2 separate regions of the Rattus norvegicus genome follow, and region 2 is linked to region 1. The links are chromatin contacts, called in public Hi-C maps. All regions are on one chromosome and are shown on one strand. The core of a region is the stretch at or near the end of the contact, and the rest is flanking DNA. Distances in the headings are between cores, read along the strand shown.

What was found. Hi-C and Micro-C count contacts between places; a contact is called where the count stands out from the background.
Region 2: a Hi-C map of the A7r5 cell line shows a contact between it and region 1, with 2.9 times the contacts expected there. The contact joins the enhancer-like site here to the promoter of Sppl2a in region 1. A contact is called at or near these places in 5 of 12 Hi-C or Micro-C datasets (the A7r5 cell line, Schwann cells, kidney and 2 more).

The regions. Positions count from the first base shown.
Region 1 is chr3:134,643,874-134,648,723 of GRCr8, forward strand. It overlaps Sppl2a (signal peptide peptidase-like 2A), which reads right to left and starts at 2,879. Exons shown (of 15, transcript NM_001107770.1): 1 at 2,593-2,879. The coding sequence starts at 2,658. It overlaps LOC134486145 (a long non-coding RNA gene), which reads left to right and starts at 2,737. Exons shown (of 2, transcript XR_010064882.1): 1 at 2,737-2,876; 2 at 3,867-4,725.
Region 2 is chr3:134,699,921-134,704,770 of GRCr8, forward strand. No RefSeq gene overlaps it. Among named protein-coding and RNA genes, the nearest start is that of Ap4e1, 24 kb to the right of the region's middle. Within about 2 kb of position 1,976, at least 4 of the 93 cell types and tissues checked have an H3K27ac peak or open chromatin away from gene starts, as enhancers often do. A contact at or near this core is called in the A7r5 cell line, where this site is marked.

The DNA of each region.
Region 1 (4,850 bases), core at 1,629-4,128:
TTATGGCGGACTCTAGCTGATGATGTGGCTCATAGGCCTTTGACAGTAGTCTGCAGGCCAAGTTTGGAGGTTTGGAAGAGCAGTCTAGAGAAAGCCTACCGTGCTGTAAAAAGAGCTTATTAAGGCCATTCTGGGGCGAGAAGAGAATAGCAGAATGCTGCCCTCATGCAGACAGTAAAAAGGCAGGCTCATGAACATACAGATGGAATGATGACTCTATCTGGAATTAGGCTAAATGCACCACACTATACATTCTGGTGAAGCACTTGTCTTCATTTTGTCCAAACTCTGACCCTGTGGGAAGATGACTTTAAAGGACTAGCTTGAAAGAGGCAATGTCCGGGTAGCACAGTGTTCAAACTATCTCATACAGGTATTAATAGATGCTTTTAATTAAGATTTATGATGAGAACCAAGAGCAAAGCCACTACAAATATATTTGGAAATCTTAGTTTGTTCCGTAAAGGGACATGTTTAAAGTTGAAACCAAGGAAACCTATTACCGACTTCCCCAACCTTAAAACAAAAAACAAAAACAAACAAAACAAACTACAACAAAGCCCTTACTCCTCAGCAGGCTAGGGCTTTAGCTCTGTTGGTTGAGCACTTGTCTACTATTAAGGAAGCCACCTGAGCATGGCGGCCCATGCCTACCATCCCCACACTAAAGACAACCAGAAATCCACTGTCATTCTTGGGGACCTCAAGGTCGGCCTGTTTCAGACCCTGTTGGGGGTGCGGGTAGGGAAGGCCAAGTACTTTACAGGGTCAGTATCTAAAAATAGCTTGCTAAACTTTTCAGTGGTGGCACAAGCCTTCAATCTTAGCACTTAGGAGGTAGAGGCAGGGGGATCTCTGTGTGTTTGAAGTCAGCCTGGTCTACAGAGTGAGTTCTAAGACAGCCAGGGCTACAGAGGAAAAAAAATGTCTGAAAAAAACAATAAACCAACAACAACAAAAGCATGCTAAATATGTAACTCATCATTACCCACCTATCCATGCCAGCCAATAGGTCTTCTGAGCTCTTTAATAACAACCACAATGTGGACTTAACACTTTGTTTGTTTGCCTGTTTTGTTTTCTTGAGACAAAATTTCTCTCTGTAGGCTGTCCTAGAACTCTCTGTAGACCAGACTGGCCTCGAACTCACAAAGATCCACAGGCTTCAGCTTCCTGAGTGCTGGGATTAAACGCAGGTGCCACCACTGCCCAAAAATGTGGGTTTATCAAGAGTAGATGTATTACTGTGCTAAATATTGATTTACCTTGAGAAAGGGTTAGTGGAACTATGGTATAAGTATGTAAACATTTTGTATTAGTCATCTTAAGAGGTCACTAAAATGAGTATTAAACTTGATGAGTAAGTTATAAGTTCACAACATTTATGTACCTGCTGAGTTTTCTTTGAACTTAAATGGTACTTGTCTGGTTACTCAGTTCATATTTCAAAGATACAAAGTAATGCTACTGTGTTTCTCCTCAAAACACTTTTTGTATGAGTTCTCTCCTAATGCTGTCTGGCAAAGTTCCTAGAACGCCAAAGTCTACTTAAAAACAAAAAAACAAAAAAACGTTTGGGCTTTGTCGGTGACCTTTTAAAGCCCAGAGTGACAAAGCAGTCTTTCAGAGAAGTGATGGTTTCTAAGTAATAACTGCATACACTGTTTACACAACAGTGTGCAAACAACATCTACAAAAAGTTCCCATCATCAAAGGCCAGAAAAGAAAGTGAACAGAAACTAAATCTAAAACACCGAATGCTACCTTCTTGGTCACACATTGGAGTTCAAATAACCTGATGCCGAATATTAAAATATTACTTCAGCAGATATGGGCATGTGTGCACATATTTGTTGTTTTTTCTTAACCAGACTTTGACCCTTTTAGACTTCAAACTATTCAAATCTCTAATTTCCCCTTTAAAGGTATTTTAAAGTATACCTATAAGAAAACAAAAGCATAAAACAAATCCCCACAGTATAATCTTATGTACCTTACATAGAAGGCACTATATGGGAATGGAAGGAAAGAATATAAATATTAATATGGCCATAGATTGAAATGTATGTGAGAGCGGTTAACTAAAGAGAAGGCCAGAACGCTAACACCTGGAACCCTGTCCACACCTGCCCCTCCACCCGTCTTTTTGCGGGCAAAATGCAGCAGTGAGAAGGGCTACACAGATAAGCCCACAGAAGTGAATTCTTTGAATTAAGAAAAAAACATGCCAGCAGGGTAAAAAATTATAGAGAGGGTTCCAGGACCAAGGAGGAGGAAGCTCCCCACCCACACCATCCACTCCTACCCCCGCCCCACGGGTTTCTTCCAGGGATTGGGCACTTCGCGGGATTTCGGGAGCGGGGGGCGGGTGTGGAAGGCTGGGACTCAAAGACGAACAGAGTTAACCCGGCCAGGGCAGTGGGAGAATGGGAAGCTGAGTTGGAATGAGAGAAACGGGGAGGAGGGGAAGGAGGAGGGATGAGGGAAGTCGGGAAGGGTGGGGGAAGAGGGAGAGGAAGGGATGGAGGGGGAGGGGGAGGAAGACGGAAGAAGGGGAGGGAAAAGCGGAGGGGAGGGGAGTCCGGCTCTCACCAGTCCGAGCAGGCAGCTCCACAGCAGGGCAGCAGCGGGAGCGTGCAGCGAGTGCAGCAACCCCATCCCACGGGCGGGCAGCTAGGCGCAGGCTGCGCTGGCAGCACCCGGACCTCTAGGGTGCAGCCCCGACTTCCTCTTCCGGTTCCTCCCGCGGAACGCTGGGCCGGGACTCTGTGGGGACTGTCAGCTCCTGGCAGTCTTTCTAGCTGCGTAAACCCCGGGTTCTCGTTCGGTTCCCCTTAACTGCGGCCGCCGCCCATTCCAAGCCACTGGAGCTTCAGGTTTCAGTTTCCTTTCAGGCCTCTGCCACGTAGCCACGAGACTTTCGTAAAGACATAAACCAGACAAAGCCCCTCTCCACAAATTGCAGCACAAATCAAAACTTCCTCTGCTGCAAAATCTCACCCCTGTCTTCTCTGTCCTTAGCGTCTGTACTTTCCCACGTGTTAAGATCCACGGACCCTCTAGGTGGGCAGTCTCTGGGGAATACACTCTTGGTGTTCCCTTATCGGCTTACTTAACACTTCCTCCCTATAGAGTGTTTCCTAATACACCAAATCTTAAGTGGCCTTCCATTCACTTTCATACTATGATTTATTTGTTCTCTTCATAGCTTGTTGTTGTTGCTGCTGCTGCTGCTTTTTTGAGACATATCCTTGACAAATACTCTGAACTCACTATGTAGATCATGGCCTAGAACTCAGAGATCTGCCTGTATCTGTCTCCCAAGGGCTGAGACTAGAGGCATAAGCCACCATGCCTGATTTTTACCCCCATTTTCTTTTCTTTTTCTTTTTCTTTTTTTTGTTCTTTTTTTCGGAGCTGGGGACCGAACCCAGGGCCTTGCGCTTCCTAGGCAAGCGCTCTACCACTGAGCTAAATCCCCAACCCCCCCATTTTCTTATATTCATCTCTGTCTCACCTGCTGCTATCCAGTTAATGGGAGGGTCCCTCTTTGCTTTGTTGACTGCTGTGTCCTTACACATAAAATATCCAGTGTATACTAGGTCGTCAAATATTTGTTGGATTACTGTTTAATACCAACCACTGAATAGGACAGTGTTCTGTTACCCTAAGGGAGGGACATAGCAAAAAATACAGACGTGTGAGCAAACACTGTTACAAAGTGACCTTTCACAAGGTACTGTACAAGGAGCAAAGGGAGGTGGAAATAGGGCACAAGGAAGGAAAAAAAAAAAAAAAAAAAAAGAAAGGAAACACCAGCCCTAGCCGAGTATTACTGACTCTTCATTTCTGCGTGTTAATTTCAGCTAGGCAAAGAGGGAATTCACTTCCAGAAAGGAAGCTTTAGTCTCAAAACCAAGGGAGGCAACTACAGAACTGGACCTTGGCTGAACGTAGGAGAGGTGGAAAGGAAGAAGAGGCAGAAGGTGAGACGGAAATGAATCACACAGCTTGGAACCTGAGACTTCATCATCTCCGTCTCTGCGTGGCGGGGATTCCTGAAGGAAATGCTCCTACAGTTCTGCGTGGGTTGTTTCTGAAGTTGTCTGTCCCCTGGCTTCCCCTTGTGGCCCAGTTTCAATCTATTTGTAAACCTACCAGCCCTCAAGAGCTCCCCAGACAGAAACTGCCAGTCATGACATTGTCGTATTTACTCTCAGCCACTTTTAGAGACTGTCTAGGACACTGATGTTTGAGCTAGTCTCCTCTTTCCCCTGGGATCCCACATACTTGCTCATCTGGATAAGACCAATATATCCGCATTTTAATTTTTATTAAACCGCATTTCCAGGTTTAATATACAGCCAAGCTTGAAAAACCTTTCGTTATTTAGTGTTTCAGAGTGTGGGCCTGGACCGAGGCCCCTGATTCTGCCGTTTCAGCATCACCATCCAAACCCACTGAATTAGAGAATCAGAGAATGGACCCTCAACATGCCAGAGACCTCACACTGTTATATAAATGTAACTCAAAATAGATCTTACTCTTAAATATAAGACCTGACCTTCAAAGTTGTCTCAGGGAAACATTTGTAAAGATTTAATAGCTTTTTTTTGGGGGGGGGGATGAAGATTTCTAAAACAGGACACTAAAAGGGAAAACTATACAACAATAAAATCAACAAATTGACTTCACCAAATAAAAACCTCTATTCTTTGGAAGATATTCTTTTTATTTATTTATTTGTGTGTGTGTACTTGCACAGACACCTACATGAGCTTATGTCTACCATATGTCTACAGATGTCTACAGGGGTCATAAGAGGGCACCAGACCCCAGAACCAGAGTTA
Region 2 (4,850 bases), core at 726-3,225, 55 kb after region 1:
AATCTCCAAGCAGCTGGAAAATAACCCAAATGGAGGCTCCTGCCAGACCTCATCTCCTTCCTCCCGCAAATTCCCAGTTCTAGTTCTTAGAACTTGAGTCAGAAGCAAATTTGGCTTTTTTCCCTTGCATCTCTTGACTTTTTTTAAACTTAATTTATTTTTATTTCACGTGCTTCGGTGTTTTGCCTGCATATACGTCTGTGTGAGGGTGTCAGATCTCCTGGAACTGGAATCACAGACAGTTACGAGCTGGCATTTGGGTGCTAGGAATTGAACACAGATCCTTCGGAAGAGCAGCCAGTTCTTCCAACCTCAGAGCCATTTCTCCAGCTCCCAGAGGCAAAGTTTAAATAATACAAATCTACTGTAATTTATAAGGAAAACAGCTTTCTTTACAGTAAGAATATTCTTTGCATGCTGTAATCATGGGACATTATTGATAAATGACTATTAAAGCAAAGAAAGCATTAGAATGCTTTCCATCCATCCATCCATCCATCCATCCATCCATCCATCCATCCATTTATTTGTGTTGGAGTCTCACTATGCAGCTCTGGCTGTACTGGAACTCATTATGTAGACCAGGCTGTCTTTGAACTCACCAAGATCTGCTTCCTCTGCCTCCCCAGTGCTGAGATCGTTTGAGGGCTTGGAGGATGACTCAGCAGTTAAATGAACTTGCTGTTTTCTGCAGAGGACTAGAATGTGGTTCCCGGCACACACAACTGTGTAGGCAGTTCACAACGACAGGTAACTCCAGCACCAGGGGATCTAATGCCTTCTTCGGGCCTCTGTGGGCACCAGCAGGCATGTACTGTACGTATGGGCAAGCAGGCACACACAAATACACATCAAAAAGAAAAGAAACAACAGGACGTTTTTGGAAGCCACAAATGGTAATTTCTTTGTCAGTAGCAAAACGTAAGGTTAGAATGAAGGTAAAGAATTATTTAAAGAGTCCTGAAAGTACACTGAAAGTTCTAGCTTTTATATAAGGGTTGACTTGTTTTTGTAGATTCCTCCCAGTAGCTGGATTTAGCATTCAAATAATCTCATGTGACTCTCATAAAACTAGAAGCCTTAGCCAAGCATTGACCATATACAATAAAAAAAAACAAAAAACAAAACTGTTTTCCTTCAGGGGCAGTTGGAAGGTAAGTAATATATGTACACATACATGGTAATTAAATCTAGCTTCTAACAAACTTAAAGTTAAATTTTAATGACTTTTTATGGCTGGGTGATAAATTTTATGTAAATGAGACAGGGGCGGAGACCTAGTTTATATTACCTGTCAAAGGAGTGCTGATTGATGTTCTGAAAAGGAGCCGTGGCGATCTGTCCTCGTCCTAACTCAGCCACAACTGGTTCTTAGCCAAGGCAGTCGGCGTCCCTATCTGTAAAGGATGACTGCCTGCCTTACAAGCTGTAACTAATATTTGTGTTCTACCCTGTCTTCAAAGTTCCTTTCTGTGTGTGACTTAACCTAATTATTCAGATTCTGCAGGGTAGTTACTGTTGCGCTCATTATAGAGACGGAGATAGAAAGGCCCGAGAATGTAAACTATGTAATTAGAGTCGTGCAGACTGTAAATGGCAGAGGTAGGATTCAGACTCGGCTGTCTGGCCACAATTCTGTGTTGGTAGTCACCATTTCTACTCTAAAATGTCTGGCCTAATAAGGTTACATTTAGTCATTGCTCAGTTATGACCAGACTTTTAAAGGTGCCTTTTAACAGTTTTCAACAGGTACAACATGTTCTTTAGCCTGTGGGACCGAATGCTTTTATAGCTTCATTTCAGGAGGAGCCAATTAAGTACTCAGTTAATAGCCAAACTTTATAGCTAAGGTAATTGAAAAGCCACATCACACTGGCTGCTGTTTTTTTTACCACTCCAGCTACTTTCAAGAGTTTACACTGATCCATGCCTTGATAGCTTCAGAATCTCCAGGTCACTATAAAAATTCTTTCTCTCATTACTCCTTACTAATGTGTTAAGAGTCATAACAGTAGCAACAAAACCTGTAAGTAAACTATGGAGAGTCTTTTGCTAGTGCAATAAATCATGCTAGGGCTAGAAAAAAATGCCTTGGTGGGTAAAGTGCTCAAGTGTGAGGACCAGAGTTCAATCCCCAGGGCCCACGTGAGCCAGACATGGTGGCTGTGTGTGTCTGAAATCCCAGCACTCTTATGAGGAGATGGAAGGCAGAGACAGGGAAATCCTTGAAAGCTGCTGGGCCAGACGGGCGTCGTATAAAGCAAGAAAAGACAAAAGCCAAAGAGGAAAGGATGCAGTAACACCCATAGTAGAAAGTAAGGAATGGTCCTTGAGCCTGCCCTGTGACCTCCCCACGCACCACGGCACGCAAATGCCTGCATTCCCTCATGATAGAACACATATGAGTATGGCATACATATACACAAACAGAAGGCAAAAAATGATATGCCCACACGCTTCCGACAGGAAGTCAACTCCGAGCTTTTGGTAATTCCTCACAAGCCGTTCTTTCTGCAGCTTTCGATTTTCATGTGAAGCGAGAGTATCTGTGTAATAGACCAATGACATAAGAGATTTGGAAATAAGCCCAAAGAGACTTTACCCAAGCTTATGGACGTGCAAAGGAAGAGAAGACATGGAGTGGGGGGTTATCCTGAGGTGGCATTGTTTAATCAGTAACGTTTTAAAGGTCTTTTAAAAATTCTAATACACTTATAAAAATTTTTCCACAGACATATAAACTACCAATGTACCAATAGTTACCAAGAGGATTTGAAGCTGTGTGGATCTTGATCTGATCTAATCTAGATGTTTCCAAATGTTATGGAAGTGTGAGAGCATAAGAAATTCTATCTGGGGGCTGGGGATTTAGCTCAGTGGTAGAGCGCTTGCCTAGCAAGCACAAGGCCCTGGGTTCGGTCCCCAGCTCCGAAAAAAAGAAAAGAAAAAAGAAAAAGAAAAAAAAGAAGTTCTATCTGGAGAGCCGCCAAAGTTATTTCAAGCACGTACTTATCAAAACATTGTTTTGTGCCTCTCCTATGAATTCAGGTCTGGGAAACAGAAGGAAGCAAGAGAGAGTAGGATCAACAAGTCATAGCCAGGGGCTGGGGTGCCTGAACTCTAGTTCCAGAACCTAAGAGGAAGTAGAGGCAGGAGGATATAACCATAGATTTGAGGCCAGCCTGATCTACATTATGAGCCTAGGAAAGTCAGGATTACGGAGTGAGACCTCGATTCAAACAAAACAAGAACAACAAACGCCAAAATAAAATAAAGACGCCACAAAATAAGAGGATGGAAGATAAGTCATTAGTCTAATTTATCCAGAGACAGGGTTTTTGAAGGCAGGCTCCATACGTTCTGGAAAAAAACAAGGCCTTTATTATTGACTACGGCACTTCTGGTCTAATTTGATTTACTTCCTCATTGGAATGATCCTGGCTCTGGGATCTAGTTGGTTTTCTCTTTCTCCTCCACACATACCTACACTGCCATCTAGTGGTAGAAGAGAGAACTGCAACTACCCTCCGGCTCTTGAGGAAGCTTGTCCCATCCATCGCCTGTCATTTTGGATCTGCAATGAAAGCCTTAGGTCGGCATCAGAGACCACCTTAATACTACCATCTGGAAGCCTGTCTCCTACATACGCCATCCACCACAGACCACCTTAACAGGCCACTTTGTAATGCAGATTGTCTCCTTGTGTCCCTCTCCCCTTCGAGACTCTCTTACAAGATTGTCTCATGATCTTACAGAGATGAGATCAACTTAAGAACATGCCTTGCAACAGTCTCCTCATGGAACACTGATACTAGCTCAAAGGCTAGATTTGAAATACCGCCTTCTTGTGCATAGCCTTCAACAGAGACCACCTCTTTTTTTCCCATTATTTTAAATTCCTTTCAGAGAATTTTGCACATGAACCCTGGGTGTCTGTCCACTCCATGCCTTTCTTCATCCTTCAAACTACTCCAGTGTCTACCCCTCCCGATCCATGGCCTCTTCTTTATCTTTACATATATATATATATATATGCATACACATCTATGTACCCTCTAAGTGCATTCAGCATTGCTTATATGTACAAGTATCCTGAGCTGACCACTCGGGATTCTGCTTCCTATGCAGGGTCTGGCTCCTAAAAGGAAGTGATTCTCTCTTTCAGCATCCATTGACCATCATAGCTCTTCCTCTAGGGGTGAATGCCCTCTGTCCACATTGGCATGTCACCTAATGTTGTCTCTATGCCAGTCTTGCTCACACAATCATTAGTGGGTGCATTTTCCCTCTCATGGTTAGGGGGTACTATCTAGTAACAACTGTCCTGGACCACTGACTCTTCCAATCTGTCTTCCCCTTCTGTAAGTTTCCTTGGGCCTTGGGTTGTTTTAAATATGTATCAGTTGGGGTTGGGCACCCCACGGATCATTAATCTCTGCGTTTTGACCAGTTGAGGGTCTCTGTAATAGTCTCCATCTGTTACATAAAGAAGCTTCTTTGATGAGGTGTGAGAGCTACTCTCATCTGTAGGTACAAGGAAGATAGAGTTAAAGATTATATTGGTTTAGGAAAAAGGCAGTAGTAGGCTCTCCACTCTGGTCTGTGAGCTCCCCAGCCTCGGGTAACAGGTTGACTAGGATTACAGTGCCAGAAATGGTTTTCTGCCCATTGAGTGGACCTTAAACCCAATTAGACAGCCATGGTTACAAGATGAAAGGGACTACTGACCGTTGGAGCTCTCTTGCTTTGTTTGCCTGTGGTTCTTGGGTTTTACAGCTGGACAGGACTGTAGATGGCTCCTCTCCCTTGGCAGCTCGTATAGCACCTTCGCGTATGTTCAAGCTAGTCCT